Linked DNA regions of Mus musculus: region 1 is linked to region 2. The links are chromatin contacts, called in public ChIA-PET maps. All regions are on one chromosome and are shown on one strand. The core of a region is the stretch at or near the end of the contact, and the rest is flanking DNA. Distances in the headings are between cores, read along the strand shown.

Evidence for each region. ChIA-PET counts read pairs in DNA pulled down with a chosen protein or histone mark.
Region 1: a contact with region 2 is called in an RNA polymerase II ChIA-PET map of memory CD8 T cells, with 12 read pairs. The contact joins two enhancer-like sites. A contact is called at or near these places in 3 of 39 promoter capture datasets (cranial neural crest, hematopoietic stem and progenitor cells and trophoblast stem cells), 2 of 115 datasets of contacts at active chromatin or transcription factors (embryonic forebrain and memory CD8 T cells) and 2 of 9 other capture datasets (adipose tissue and pancreatic islet).

What each region holds. Positions count from the first base shown.
Region 1 is chr16:17,691,626-17,698,648 of GRCm38.p6, reverse strand. It overlaps Med15 (mediator complex subunit 15), which reads left to right. Exons shown (of 18, transcript NM_033609.3): 2 at 955-1,042. Among named protein-coding and RNA genes, the nearest start is that of Med15, 28 kb to the left of the region's middle. Within about 2 kb of position 3,723, at least 14 of the 459 cell types and tissues checked have an H3K27ac peak or open chromatin away from gene starts, as enhancers often do. A contact at or near this core is called in memory CD8 T cells, where this site is marked.
Region 2 is chr16:17,550,500-17,556,708 of GRCm38.p6, reverse strand. It overlaps Lrrc74b (leucine rich repeat containing 74B), which reads left to right. Exons shown (of 9, transcript NM_029053.3): 5 at 3,494-3,603; 6 at 4,470-4,585. Among named protein-coding and RNA genes, the nearest start is that of Lrrc74b, 7.6 kb to the left of the region's middle. Within about 2 kb of position 2,603, at least 259 of the 459 cell types and tissues checked have an H3K27ac peak or open chromatin away from gene starts, as enhancers often do. A contact at or near this core is called in memory CD8 T cells, where this site is marked.

The sequences.
Region 1 (7,023 bases), core at 2,474-4,973, 140 kb before region 2:
TGCATACCTGTTCTTTCTTTTTAGAAAATATTTATTTTCTTATTTTCTTTTATGTGTATGAATGTTTTGCCTGCGTGAATGCATAATACCAAGTGCAGTGCCCTCAGAGGCAGAAGAAGATACTACATTTCCTGGAACGAGTTACAGGTGGTTGTGAGCCTCTGTGTGGGTGCTAGGAATCAAACTCAGGTCCTCTGAGAGAGCAATGAGTGCTCTTAACCACTGAACCATCTCTCCAGCCCCCATAACCTGTTCTTTCTGTGTTGTGTGTACAGATAGAGGGAGGCAGTACGTGCTCTCTGAGCTCTGGCCCATGTGCATAGCTCTTTCCCCTGGAGTGTGAAAAGGATATCTTTTACTAGGATAGTCCTTTTTCTATCTGTATATAAGATATGTTTTCGATGTTTGTTGTGGTTTTACAATGTACATTGGTGTACTATCTCCTATTGTGCTTAGTAGTTAGAAGTTGGAGCTGGTCTCTTTGGTTCCGTTATGAAGACATTACTTGACATACACAGACTCTTGCCTTGCGAGGATTGGGATGTGGCTTGTGTGGACTGTTCATTTTATAGGTGAGAAATGTAGAACTGCAGTCTCACAGTACTCAGATGTAGAATTGGGTAGGGGCTCAGGCACTCACAGGCCTAGAAATAGAGTCTGGCTAGCCACCCACTGACCTAATCAATAGTGCTGATTGTGAGCAATCTCTTGGGACAGTCCCCCTGTCCTTAATGCCCAGGGGCTTCTCTTTTCTTTAAGGTAATTGCCTTTTCTTTTCAACCTTCTTATGGCCCTGCCCTTTTTCTCAAATGTTTAACTCTGGCCACTGCCCTGCTGAGTGCCTCTCCTTGGTTCCTCCCCAGGACTTCAGCCAGACTAGTTCCCCAGGGATAGTACCTGTCTACCAGGGTGGACTTGGTAATGTTTTGACACATCTCTTCTTTTGTATTTCAGTGAGGATGCCATGAGGAAAGCTGGTGTGGCCCACAGTAAATCTAGCAAGGATATGGAGAGTCATGTGTTCCTGAAGGCCAAGACCCGGGTAAGACCCTGCTGGCCAAAGTCCCCAGCAGAGTAATTCCAGGAGGAGTGTGTTGCTGATACTGAGCCCCTTCTACTTGTATCCTGGAGAGGGGAGTGCTTGCTTGCTGCTCTCAGATACAGCTGGCTTTGCCACAACACTCTGGAACCTCCCATGTTCCATGGAAGAAAAGTCAAGACTCCTAGATTGGCACTTCTGCTACAGGCCCTGCCTCTGACCCTGGCCTCATTTTTGACCATGTCATATATATGTAGTTGGCCCTGTGATTCCCACAGGAAGCTCCTTGGATCCTATAAAAGAGATGCTGGCTTTGTGCTACACATCCCTGAGGCAGGGGTCTAGAGTCATCTTTGGTTTCTCTGTTCAGGGAGGCAGCCAATGCTGGAAAAGTTGAGGGTAGAACTTGCCGGGTAGAATTGGAAGAAGACTTTCCAGGCTAGTACAGCACCAGCCTCTATGTGACCTTCTTTCAGTGTGTTAGTTCTCAGGAGTGGAAATTAGAAGTGAAGGAAGAGGCTGAACGATAACTCAGCAATTACAAGACCATACTGTTCTCGAAGACAACTCAAGTTCAGTTCCCAGTACCCATGTAGGATGGTTCACAGCAGCCTAAAATTCCATGGACACCTGTGCTCACATGCATATCACCTACTGACCCCACCTCACTCCATTCCTGCCCCAACCTCTACACCCACACAATTTTGATTTAAAGCTGGATGCATGCTTTTTAATCTTAGCACTTAGGAGGCAGACGCAGGTGGATTTGAGGCCGGCCTGGTGCCTGGTCTACATATTAAACTCTAGACTAGCCAGGGCTATAAGTGAGACCTTCTCCAAATAAATAAAATAAACAATCTATTTTTTAAAGAAAAAGTGACGGCCTAGAGAGATGGCTCAGCAGTTAAGAGCACTGGCTGCTCTTCCAGAGGTTCTGAGTTCAATTCCTAGCAACCACATGGTGGCTCATAATCATCTGTAATGGGGTCTGATGCCCTCTTCTGGTGTGTCTGAAGACAGCTACAGTGTACTCATACATATAACAATAAATAAATCTTTTAGAAAAAGAAAAAGTGACAAAAAATAGCAGAAAATGAAGTGATATTGAGTAGAGACAGACAGTGTGTTTTTGTGTACAAGTACATGGACAGACAGATTTCCAGAGCTATGGGCTCCTCTGTGGATGGGTAACATACATTTGTTTTCTTTGAAAAGCATTGTTGAGATTGAATTAAGGTATATCAAATTCACTCACTGGAGGTATATAGTTCAATCATGCAGGGTAGAGTTAGAGACTTTACACAAGTTTGTAGGCATTAGCAGTCACACTCCATTTCCTGGCCACCAGCAGATACTCACCTACTTTATTGCAGTGGGCTTTCCCACCTGAAGTTGCTTTATCAGCATAGTCAGCATGACTTGGGTTTTTTGTAACTTACTTTTTTCACATAGCACAATCTTATCAGGGTTCATACATTGACCATGTTGTAGTGCATACCTGATTCTTTTTTCTTCTTTTCAAGCCAAGATTTCATGGTGTAGACTAGACTAGACTGGCCTCAACAGAGATCACCTACTTCTATATTAAAAAGGCATGTGCCGCTGTGACCATCCCTGATCTCTCTCTTTGTTGAGTCATATTTCATCTTGGATGGCTGTATCATTTTCTGTATATTGATGAATCAGACTTCATTTGAGTGGTTTTCATTTTAGAGCTATCATGAAAAATGACTTATTTTAAATACTCATGTACTAGGGGGTGTTGTTGTTTTTGTCTTGAGACAGGATTTCTCTGTGTAGCCCAGGTTGTTCTGGAACTCATTCTGTAGACCAGGCTGTCCTCAAATTCGGAGATCTGCCTGCCTCTGCCTCCTGAGTGCTGGGATTAAAGGAATGTGCTACCACCACCCAGCTTCATCTACTAGTTTTTTTTTTTTCCATTTTTTATTAGGTATTTAGCTCATTTACATTTCCAATGCTATACCAAAAGTCCCCCATACCCACCCACCCCCACTCCCCTACCCACCCACTCCCCCTTTTTGGCCCTGGCGTTCCCCTGTACTGGGGCATACAAAGTTTGCGTGTCCAATGGGCCTCTCTTTCCAGTGATGGCCGATTAGGCCATCTTTTGATACATATGCAGCTAGAGTCAAGAGCTCCGGGGTACTGGTTAGTTCATAATGTTGTTCCACCTATAGGGTTGTCTACTAGTTTTTTGTTTGTTTGTTTGTTTGTCTGTTGATTTGAAGACTTCTTTCATTTCTCTTAGGAAAACAAAAACTCTGTACATACTTGGGGCTCACGTTTCTAAACTGTTTTCTCGAGTAGCTGTGTTGTGCCAGTTCACAAGCCCCAAAAGACCACAAAGGAGCTGATACTGATGCAGTCTAACTAGGGTCTCTTTTATTCAAGCTTGGCTCACTCACCACCAACCCTGACACAGCAGGATGGTCGAGTGCAGCCCCGAGCCCTCAGTGGGACAAGGTTTTATAGGAAATGGTGAGCTAAGAGGGGATTTTAGCCCGGCAAGCATCTAGTTGAATGACTGCTGTAAGACTACTGTAATGACTACTGTGGGTGCTCTGAAGCAAAACCACAAACAATCACAAAAGGTCTGAAAGGACATCTCAGACAATCAGAGTAATCTTGATTGGCTGTTGCTAGGAAGTAGCTAGGGGGTAACTCTGGGGTATGGGGCAAGGACAAGCCATGGGGTTCTTCCTGGTACTTGGGTGCAGCTTGGGTTCAGCTGCAGGTCAAGTTCTCAGGCTCTTCTTTTTTTTTTTTTAAAGATAGAGGCCAGTCCCAAGATTGAGTAGGTTTGTCCTCTAAGCTGTGTGTCATCTACCAGCCACATAAGGCTCTGTTGCCCCCAACAATCACCAATGTCTTTGCTATGTCCGTGTGTGAGAAGTGGTCACCAGTGCTTCTGATTGCTGTTTGTCTTCGTAGTGATGATGTCACACGTCTCTGTAGTGCTTTTGAGCCATCTGTAAACATTCTGTGGAAAAATGTCCATGTTTATCTTTTGGTCTTCTTTTAATTGACTTGTTGATCTTTTTAGTAGTTTTTTTTTTAAAGATTTATTTAGTTATTTATTTTATGTATATGGGTACACTGTAACTGAACAGATGGTTGTGAGCCTTCATGTGGTTGTTGGGGATTGAATTTTTAGGACCTCTGCTTGCTCTGGTTGGACCCACTTGCTCCAGACACACCAGAAGAGGGTGTCAGATCTCATTATGGGTGGTTGTGAACCACCATGTGGTTGCTGGGATTTGAACTCAGGATCTTCAGAAGAGCAGTCAGTGCTCTTACCCACTGAGCCATCTTGCCAGCCCTAGTAGTTTTTTATATATTTGGATACCTAGATCATTTAATTTGCAAATATCTCAGAGATGGAATATTTTATTGTTGAGGTCTATGGTGGTGGTGGGGGAGGGGGAGGGGGAGGGAGGGAGGTTACTGCTCTTGCCAGGTACTTGGGCAAAGTACTTTATCACTGAGGTATATCCACAGCCCTATTATGACCTTTCTTTTATTTTTGAAATATGGTTTCTCATATACCCCTCATTGTCTTGGAACTTGCTAGAGCAAGCTGACCTCAAACTTCCAGAAATTTGTTTGCTTGTCTCCTGAGTGCTGGGATTAAAGTCATACACTACAGTGAAAGGAATTTTGGTAAAGACGTAATTGAAGTCGGGTGTAATGGTGCACACCTTTAATCTTAGCACTTGGAGGCAGAGGCAGCTGGGTTTCTGTGAGTTTGGGGCCCATTTGGACTACATAGTGAGTTCTAAGACAGCTGGAGCTACATACATAATGAGACGCTGTATGTGCTGGGGCTGCGAGGTGGGGGTGGGGACAGATAGACAGGACCAGATGACAACAACAAAAACCTGACTTGAATCATTTATTTCCAAAATGTAAATTTTGTTGGTTCAGCTTGCTTATACCAGTCTAAAACTTAATGGCTTAAAGGTATAACCCTTTGGTTCTCCTAAGTCAGTGGGAAGCTTCACTCATGATTGCATGTCCCTCTAACCTACATGACTCTTACAGTGTCACTAGTGGCATAACTTAGACCTTATTATGTCACTGTGTTTGTGTTTCTGGAGGGAAGAGATGGAAGCTTTTAGTCTTCAGAAGTCCTAGAACATTCTTTGGATACCAGAAGTTTAAGGCCAGTGCAGGAGGTTCAGAGAGAAACTGCCTCTGCCTTTTGGTGTGATCAGGAGCCTGTTTGGACCAGGGAGTACAATGACTATCGCATAGCCACCACAGACACCAGCCAACTCAGACCTTTCCAGTGGCTGATGAATAGGTACCAAAGGAGGCACTAGAGGTCAGCCTTTCATCTGTGCAGTTCACTCTGCCTTGTCTTTGAGTCACAGCCTATTGACTGTTATAAGTAGTACCTTGATGATTTCTTTTGAAGCTGTCTCTAACTCCCTGACTACACAAGGAGGCCCTGACTAACTGGAAGAGAACAGATTGTAAAAGCACTGTTGGCCAGTCTGTATTTTTGTTTTATTTTGCATTTATTTATTTATTTGAGACAGGGACTCACCATGACGCTTTTGACTAGCCTGAAACTTACAGATATCACCTGCCTCTGTCTCCCATGTGCTGGGATTGAAGGCGTATGCCCATGCCTGGAAATCTCTGTAGTTTTTCTGGACAGTGTGTTTGAGCACTGACATCTGACTGCCCTCTTTACCTGCTCTTCCCCATGGAGGTAGGTGCCTATATTGTAGTGAGAACCTTTCAAATTGTGGAAGAAGGGAATGAGCTTTCCTTGAAATCCTGACAAGCATGCAGGTCCACAAGCACCCACCACCTGAAGGAAGCCAGGATTTCATTAGGCGCGCTGGCTGTCCAGTGCAGACTCATGGCAAGGAGAACCATGAATGTTCTTGTCTGGAAGTGTGTACCACACTTTTGGTTGGTGGTGGGCACAGGCGTCCACTGTGTGGGCTTGTGTGTAAAGCTCTCCTCATACTGACATTTTCTGACTTCACATTTCATGACTCACTTATAGACTCTAAAGTTATGTGCATGATAAGTCCATATGACAAGTACTTAAAATATTTGAGCCCACCTGATTCCCCACTCAGCCCTATGAAGTGGTAGATTAGTTACTTATCTTGATGCTGTGACAAAATACCTTAAAAGAAGCAACTTATGGAAGAAAGGGTTCATTTCCCTTTACAGTTGAAGGGCATACAGTCCAGCATAACTAGAATGCAATGGCAGCAGGAGCATGAGGCCCATTGCAGCTACAGCCAGGAAGCAGCAGATGCTGGCACTCAACTGGCTAGCTTTTTTTTTTTTTTTTTTTTTAAATGCAGTCCAGGACACCAGCCCAAGGAAAAGTGCTTCCTACAGCTAGACTGGTTCTTCCTACTTCAGTTAAACTATCTACATAAGCACTCATAGACATGTGCACAGAGGTGTCTCTTTGGTGATTCCTGGTCTTAACAATATTAACTATCATAAGTAGTTACAGATGGACTCAAAGATTCTAATTCCCTACCCAGACTAATGGAGAGTAGGGAGTGACTGAGGGGTTTGGGTGTCAGAACTGACAGCCATGTCTCTTACTATCTTCCATCTACCAAAGCACAAAGTATAAAAACCCACTTATCCCTGATGTCCTTAATACCTGTGAGTTGCACTCCTCTCTCTCTCTCTCTAAAGGAGGTTAAGGGAGAAAATACAGTCAAGATCTGGAGTGATGGGCCGTGTTAGTAATGGAAGCTTCATAGACTCTGACCTGGGGGACAGAGTTAGCACTCATTGGATGAGAAGACGTCACCAATGCATAGCAGGACTGTAGCACACACTGTCTAGAGAACAAGATTCTTTCTGTCCCATTTGAATATATCTTTCGCTATTCCACTTACTTGCCCAGAGGTGAGACCCTGTAAATACTCTATGTAAGAGCTTTTTTTTTTTTTTTTTTTTTTTTTTTTTTTCTGTCT
Region 2 (6,209 bases), core at 1,354-3,853:
TCCTCCTCCTCCTCCTCCTCCTTCTTCTTCCTTCTCCTCCTCCTCCTCCTCCTCCTTCTTCTTCTTCTTCTTCTTCTTTTGAGACGGAGTTTCTCTGTGTAGCCCTGGCTGTCCTGGAACTCACTCTGTAGACCAGGCTGGCCTCGAACTCAGAAACCCAAGTGCTGGGATTAAAGGTGTGCACCACCACTGCCCGGCTGCAGGCAAGCATCTTATAAAGGGAAATAATGCACTTTTGGCTTATAGATTTGGAGAGTTCAACTTTTGATAGTTTGGCCTGTGGCTGAGCCAACATTAGAGAAGAGTCATTCAGCTGTCGAAAGGGGTCACGTGATCTCCTGAGGGGAACCCCTAGTGCCCTAAGACTTTAGATATTTTCATCTCCACATCCCAATATTGAGAACCAAGTTTTTTAGAAAAGACTTTATTTTATCCTGTGCATATGTGCATATTTTATCTGTGTACATGTGTCAGTTCACATGGAGGCCAGAAGAAAGCCTCCTGAAACTGAAGTCAGTCAGCTGTCAGTCAGCCACTAGCCTGCATGCAGGTGCTGGGAATGAAGCCTGGATCCTCTACAAGAGGCCAGTGCTGTGTCACCTGGGCATCCCAGGGAGCAAGAGTCATCTCTGCAGCCACAGGGAGCAAGCCTTTACAGCACTGGAAGATCTTTGGGGTGGCTTATTATATAAGTTACAGACTAGAGCAGGCAAGTGACACAGAGGTGGTGGGAACAGAGGGCGGGAATCTGAAGTCCTATGACGGTATGCAGGGAAGAAAGGGCAGACTATTTAGTTTCTCCAAGTGGGGATCTGAGGCTGTTGCTGAGCAGTGAAGGAGCTTGAGCCTCAATCACCCACGGTCTGTGCCAGTGGAGAATCTAACTCAGGTGTGGGCCTCACAGGATGGTAAATGGGTGGGTCACAGAGATAGTGTTGCCGTTACAGACCAGTAGAAGAGTGAGCCTCACCCTCCAGCTGTTCAATAGAAGAGGGACTAGAAGACACTTGCTGTCCTTGCCCAGCTTTAGCAGTGTCCAGGAAAGGTGGGGGGCTCCTGTATCTGAGAGCCTAGGGGTGTCAGCTGAGGTGCTAATATGTCTGCTGCTGCAGGTGCTAGCCAAGCAGGTAGCTGGACACACTCTGTCTACACACGTGCAAATGCACACACATTTGCCTTAGTTTGATCTAGTTTAATTTGGATTAGTTTTTGAAGCCAGGTCTCACTATGCTGCCCAGAATAGCTTGGAATTCACTATAGCATTCAGACTGACTTCAGTCTTCTGTATGCTCGGATAACAGGAATGGACCACTACAACAACCCCTCTGAGCACTTCAAACCAGCTTCTCTTCTCTAGCAGCCAAGAAAATGAGAAGAGGCCAAACTTTATTCCCAAGGGACTCCATTCTGGCCACAGAGATCAGCCAGGCAGCGTAAGGGGAGGCCTTAGGGGTCACAAGGCTAGATTAGTGTGGGAAGATAGAATGACAGTAAACATGGCTTCTGAGGGAGCCCACCTAGCTAGGACAAAGTCTGCAAACCCAGGTTATGAGGCTGAGCCCTGGCTGGCCAGGCGGAGAACAGGATACTGTGGGGAAATGGGCTATGCACAGACAGCCTGGTTTCCAGTTGAGCTGAGGTCTTGAACCCCAGTGGTGCCCAGTGGTGGTAATTTTCACCTACATGGGACAGAAGGCGTTCCCTCATGTCTCATGGACCCCTGGCTCCTGTTGAAGTTACCAACCCCACAGCCCCCACAGGAGAGGCTCGTGGAGTTCAGACAAGTAGACAATGTCCCAGGCTTCTGGCCCTCTGGCTAGACTCCTCCCCACAGTTACCTAGCAACAGCAAGATAACAAGCCCACTATAAGAGGGGCTGTTTGGCCCCGCCTCGCTCTCTTAAGCTTTTACTTTCCTTACTGTCTCTAGGTTTTTAACTTCTCTCTCTCTAAGCCTTCACCTTTCTTACTCTCTCTTTCTTTCTTTCCCTTCCCCCTTCTCTCCTCTTGGCCATGGCCGGTCTCTCTCTTTCCCCCTGCCTTTCTACAATAAAGCTCTAAAACCATAGACTGTCTCTGTTTTTCAAGGCCCAGACTAAAGACTCTCGCCTGTGTGGGAACCACCCAGTGCCCTCCAGGGCCTAGTGCCTCCCTGAGGCCCCTATTCTGTTCTCAGCTCTTCTGCTGTAGCATGGGATGCCAGAGACTGAGAACCTGGTAACAGGGACTGCCCCTTGTCCACCCCCCACCGTGTGGGGTCAGTGGCATCACACAGCCAGATGCCCACCCGGGGCCTCGTGGAAAGTGTCCGGCAGTCTTCCCGTGTCTGCCCACCCAGAGCACAGGAACTCCAGCCAGACGCGGGCTCTCACCCTCCCCACTCTTCCCCTACACCCACGGCCCCTCAGGGTACCAGCATGGAGAACCAGAGTGGGACATAGATGGAGCTGCGGCTGTGGAGAACTGGCAGCAAGTCACGCCCACCAGTGCTAACGGAATGGAAAGCAGGCTGGCTGTAAGGTGCACCTCTGCCCTTGAGACAGCTAGGGATCTGTCATGGCTCCACCCACTTCCTTTAGCAACTCGTGACTTGGAGGGCTCGGTCTCTGCTGGTACTCCCCAGCCAATAGGAATCTTGCCGGGGTACTCAGCCAGCCTCCAGGCCCTCAACTGCACAGAGAGCAACACCTGAGCTCCTGGCTTAGCACCAACTGCTCCCTGGGGCGTTCCTTTCTTCCTGCGCCTGCTTACTCCCGCCTCTCTCCAACTCCAGCATCAGCTGAGCTGCTTTTCCCTCTCTCTTCACCATGTGTGCAGACATGTGGATCTCTTGATTCTAGGTTACCTGTTCTATCCTCACTTCCAGATCCCACCAACCTGACCACTGCATCGCTACCCTTTTTTGTTTGTAGATTAGAATAGCTGGAATCTCATTAGTTTAAAATCCATACCTTCCAGGCTGAGAGGTGGCTCAGTGGTTAAGAGCACTCACTTCCAGAGGTCCTGAGTTCAATTCCCAGCAACCACATGGTGACTCACAAACCATTTGTAATGGGATCTGATGCCCTCTTCTGGTGTGTCTAAAGACAGCAACAGCGTATTCATACATATAAATCAATCAATCAATCAATCAATTAATCTTAAAAAAAATTTATACCTTCCCAATCACACCTGGATTCTTTGCTGGGCATAGTGTCTCTTGTGTGCATTGTCAGCACAATGGAGGTAACAATAAGACAATCTGGAGTTTAAGGCCAGTCTGGGTGCAGAGTGAGTTCTAGACCTGTCTGTGTTGTAGGACATGACCCTAAACACACACACACACATACACACTCCTTGGAGGTGATCCAGGTACACACTGGATATTGTGATCCACCTACACTACTGAAGTTCTGGCGCACGGTGAGCATTACATCACTTTTTGAACTTGTTGTGATGGTGCTAGGTTGTTTGTTTGTTTGTTTGTTGCTATAAATTCTCTTGGTGCTCCTCAGGAGAGATACTTGGACCTGCTGTGGCAGAAAACACAGGACTCACAGAGCTTAACCTCAGTTGGAATCACCTGCGAGGTCTGGGAGCCACCGCGTTTGCCCGAGGCCTGGAGGTGTGAGACGCTCGCCCAGTCAGCCCTGCCTGTCCTTTGGAAAGTTTTCCCTGAGCCAGTTCTTGGTGTTGTAACTCTTCAGAAATGAACTTCAGCCCTTTTCAGCACGATGTACATGTGCATCTTTGATGACCTGTTTTCCTGCCCCCATCTAGTGATAATACACTGCACTGACTCTCATCTCATTTCCTAAGGGGTCCACAGATAAATATCAGCTGCCTCCTCCAGAAATCACAGTCAACTGTAGGGGACACCCATGCCATCTGGTGGCATCACTGTTTGCACATGCTGATGCTTTTCCACACCCCTCTCATTGCTTCCCTGTAAGTTTACAGACCTTGAAAATGTATTGATCAAGCCCTGCCAGGGTTTGACAAGGGCCTTAGGAAATAACAGTCACTACTTTCCCCTCTTACAGAGCCTAACTGCTGGGGTTCCTGACCTACTGGTCAAGGTGGCAAGTCCGAGCACTCTCTCCCTCTTGCTCTGTCCCAGCTCGCTCCGCACCCACCTCTGGCCAGAACACTCACTCTTGACCCCATCACAGGCTTCATATAACACCCCACCACCAAGTCAATGGGCACGTGCTGTCTCTGTGACCCAGGATGCCTGCCTTGAGCATTTTCCCTTAGGTGAGGATCTGGTCACTGCACCTCATCTCTGAGAAGTATCCACAGCCAGCCCATCATCCTCTGCTGATCTTTGGGTTGTTTGGCCTGAGAGTTCTTACTAACTCTGCCTCAAGACCTCTGATCTCTGTACTTAGTCACTGCTCAGACTCTCCTGGGCTCTGACGTTGTAGCCCTGGCCCTGTTGCTCTCTGCACCATCAGATGCGAGCTTATGTCTTTGCTCTTTGTGTCCTAGGCAAATATATTCTTGAAAGTCCTAGACATCTCTCATAATGGCTTTGGAGACTCTGGTGCCAGTGCGATTGGTGATGCCCTCAGGGTCAACAATGTTTTAGAAGAACTGAATATGAGGTGAGAAACACGGGTTCTTCCTGTGTACATTCGCATGCACATGCGCAGGGGCTCTTAGGGCCACATGCAGTGGTCTGGCTGCTGTTCACAATGTGTCCTGTGGCTTGAGCTGCAATCCTACAGCACTCTGTCCTTCTCTTTCAAGGTTGTTGCTTGGGGGCTTGGGATGCAGCTCAGTTGGCTGAGTGTTGTCTAGCATGTGTGAAGGATGTGGGTTCATGTCCCAGCATCATATGGATTCGGACTGGTATCTTACTCCTGGTTTCATTTCTGTTGCTGTGGTGAAACAGTCTGATCGAACGCAGCTTTAGAGGACTGGTTTATTCAGCTTGCAGTACCAGTTATGGTGGGCATTTCAGAGAATCTCATCACATGCACAGTCAAGCGCAGGGCTGCTCCAAGGTACTTGCACTCAAACATAATTTTAAAAATGAAAAAAAAACCTTTAAAAATTCAGAGTCTGTAACTAGATTCCTATAAAAATCAAAAGCAAGCTACATACTTAAACATTCATATTCCAAGTGGGAACAACTGGGGAATTAAAAACAATCACAGCCAAGCAAAAGTAATGTCCAGTGGTGTAAAGGCCAGCCTGTGGTCATACCCAGCATCTGAGACTCACAATCTGCTAGACTCCAGTGGGCTTGGGCAGCCCTGCAGTCTCTGCAGCTTTGGCATCTGCAGCAAACACAGCTCTTCCTAGGCTGACTCCACACAAAACCCGCATCTCTCCTTGTAGACACCACAGTCCAGACATTTCAAATAGCCTGAGGTCTCCATTGCAACTGAGGCCTCACCTTCATCAGTGGTCTCTGTGAGCCTCACTACAGGGACTCTGAACACAAGGTGCAAAGTCTCAGCTGCGCTGTAGGACATTTTCAATCAAGCATCTACCACGCCTTCAAAAACCAGTACTACATGGACCCTGCTTCTGATACTGCCAAGTTCTGCCACTTGAGGTGTAGCCTGGCCTACTGAGATCAGCTTCTGGTGCTGACCCTGAGAGAATATTTCCCTTTTGTCTCTGAAGCACAGAAGGTCTTATCTCAGCCATGCTAATCTTTTTGTTTGTTTGTTTGTTTACTTATTTGTTTTTGTTTTGTTGGTTGGTTGGGGTTTTTTGGGGGGACAAGTTTTTGTGTAGTCTTAGCTATCCTGGAACTTGCTATGTAAACCAGGCTAGCCTCGAACTCACAGAGAGAGATTCACCTGCCTCTGCCTCCCAAGTGCTGGGATTAGAGGCATGCACCACTATGTCCAGCTGATCTATCTATCACTACCGTTGATTTTTTTACCCCCAGGGATCAGCACCCTACTGTCCCAATGGCCTGGCTCTAGAAACAAAACTTTGAAGGGGAGGGAGAAGCAGGCTCCAGAGCATACACTATTGTGGTGATGCCGGCTGGCACAAAATGCATGGGAGATCTTCTGAACGCAAGAAGCCTAGGCGCAACCCCTCATCTCCACTGTGGGGAGGGCACTCCACATGGGGCAGCACACACAGCCTGTAGCTGTCGACGGGGGCCTGGGCATGAGTGGAGGGTTGTGCTCAGAAACCTGGGCTGCCAGATGTGTAGCAACTCAGGCAGGAGCTCTGAGGCATTGAGCTCGTGAACTGGTAAGC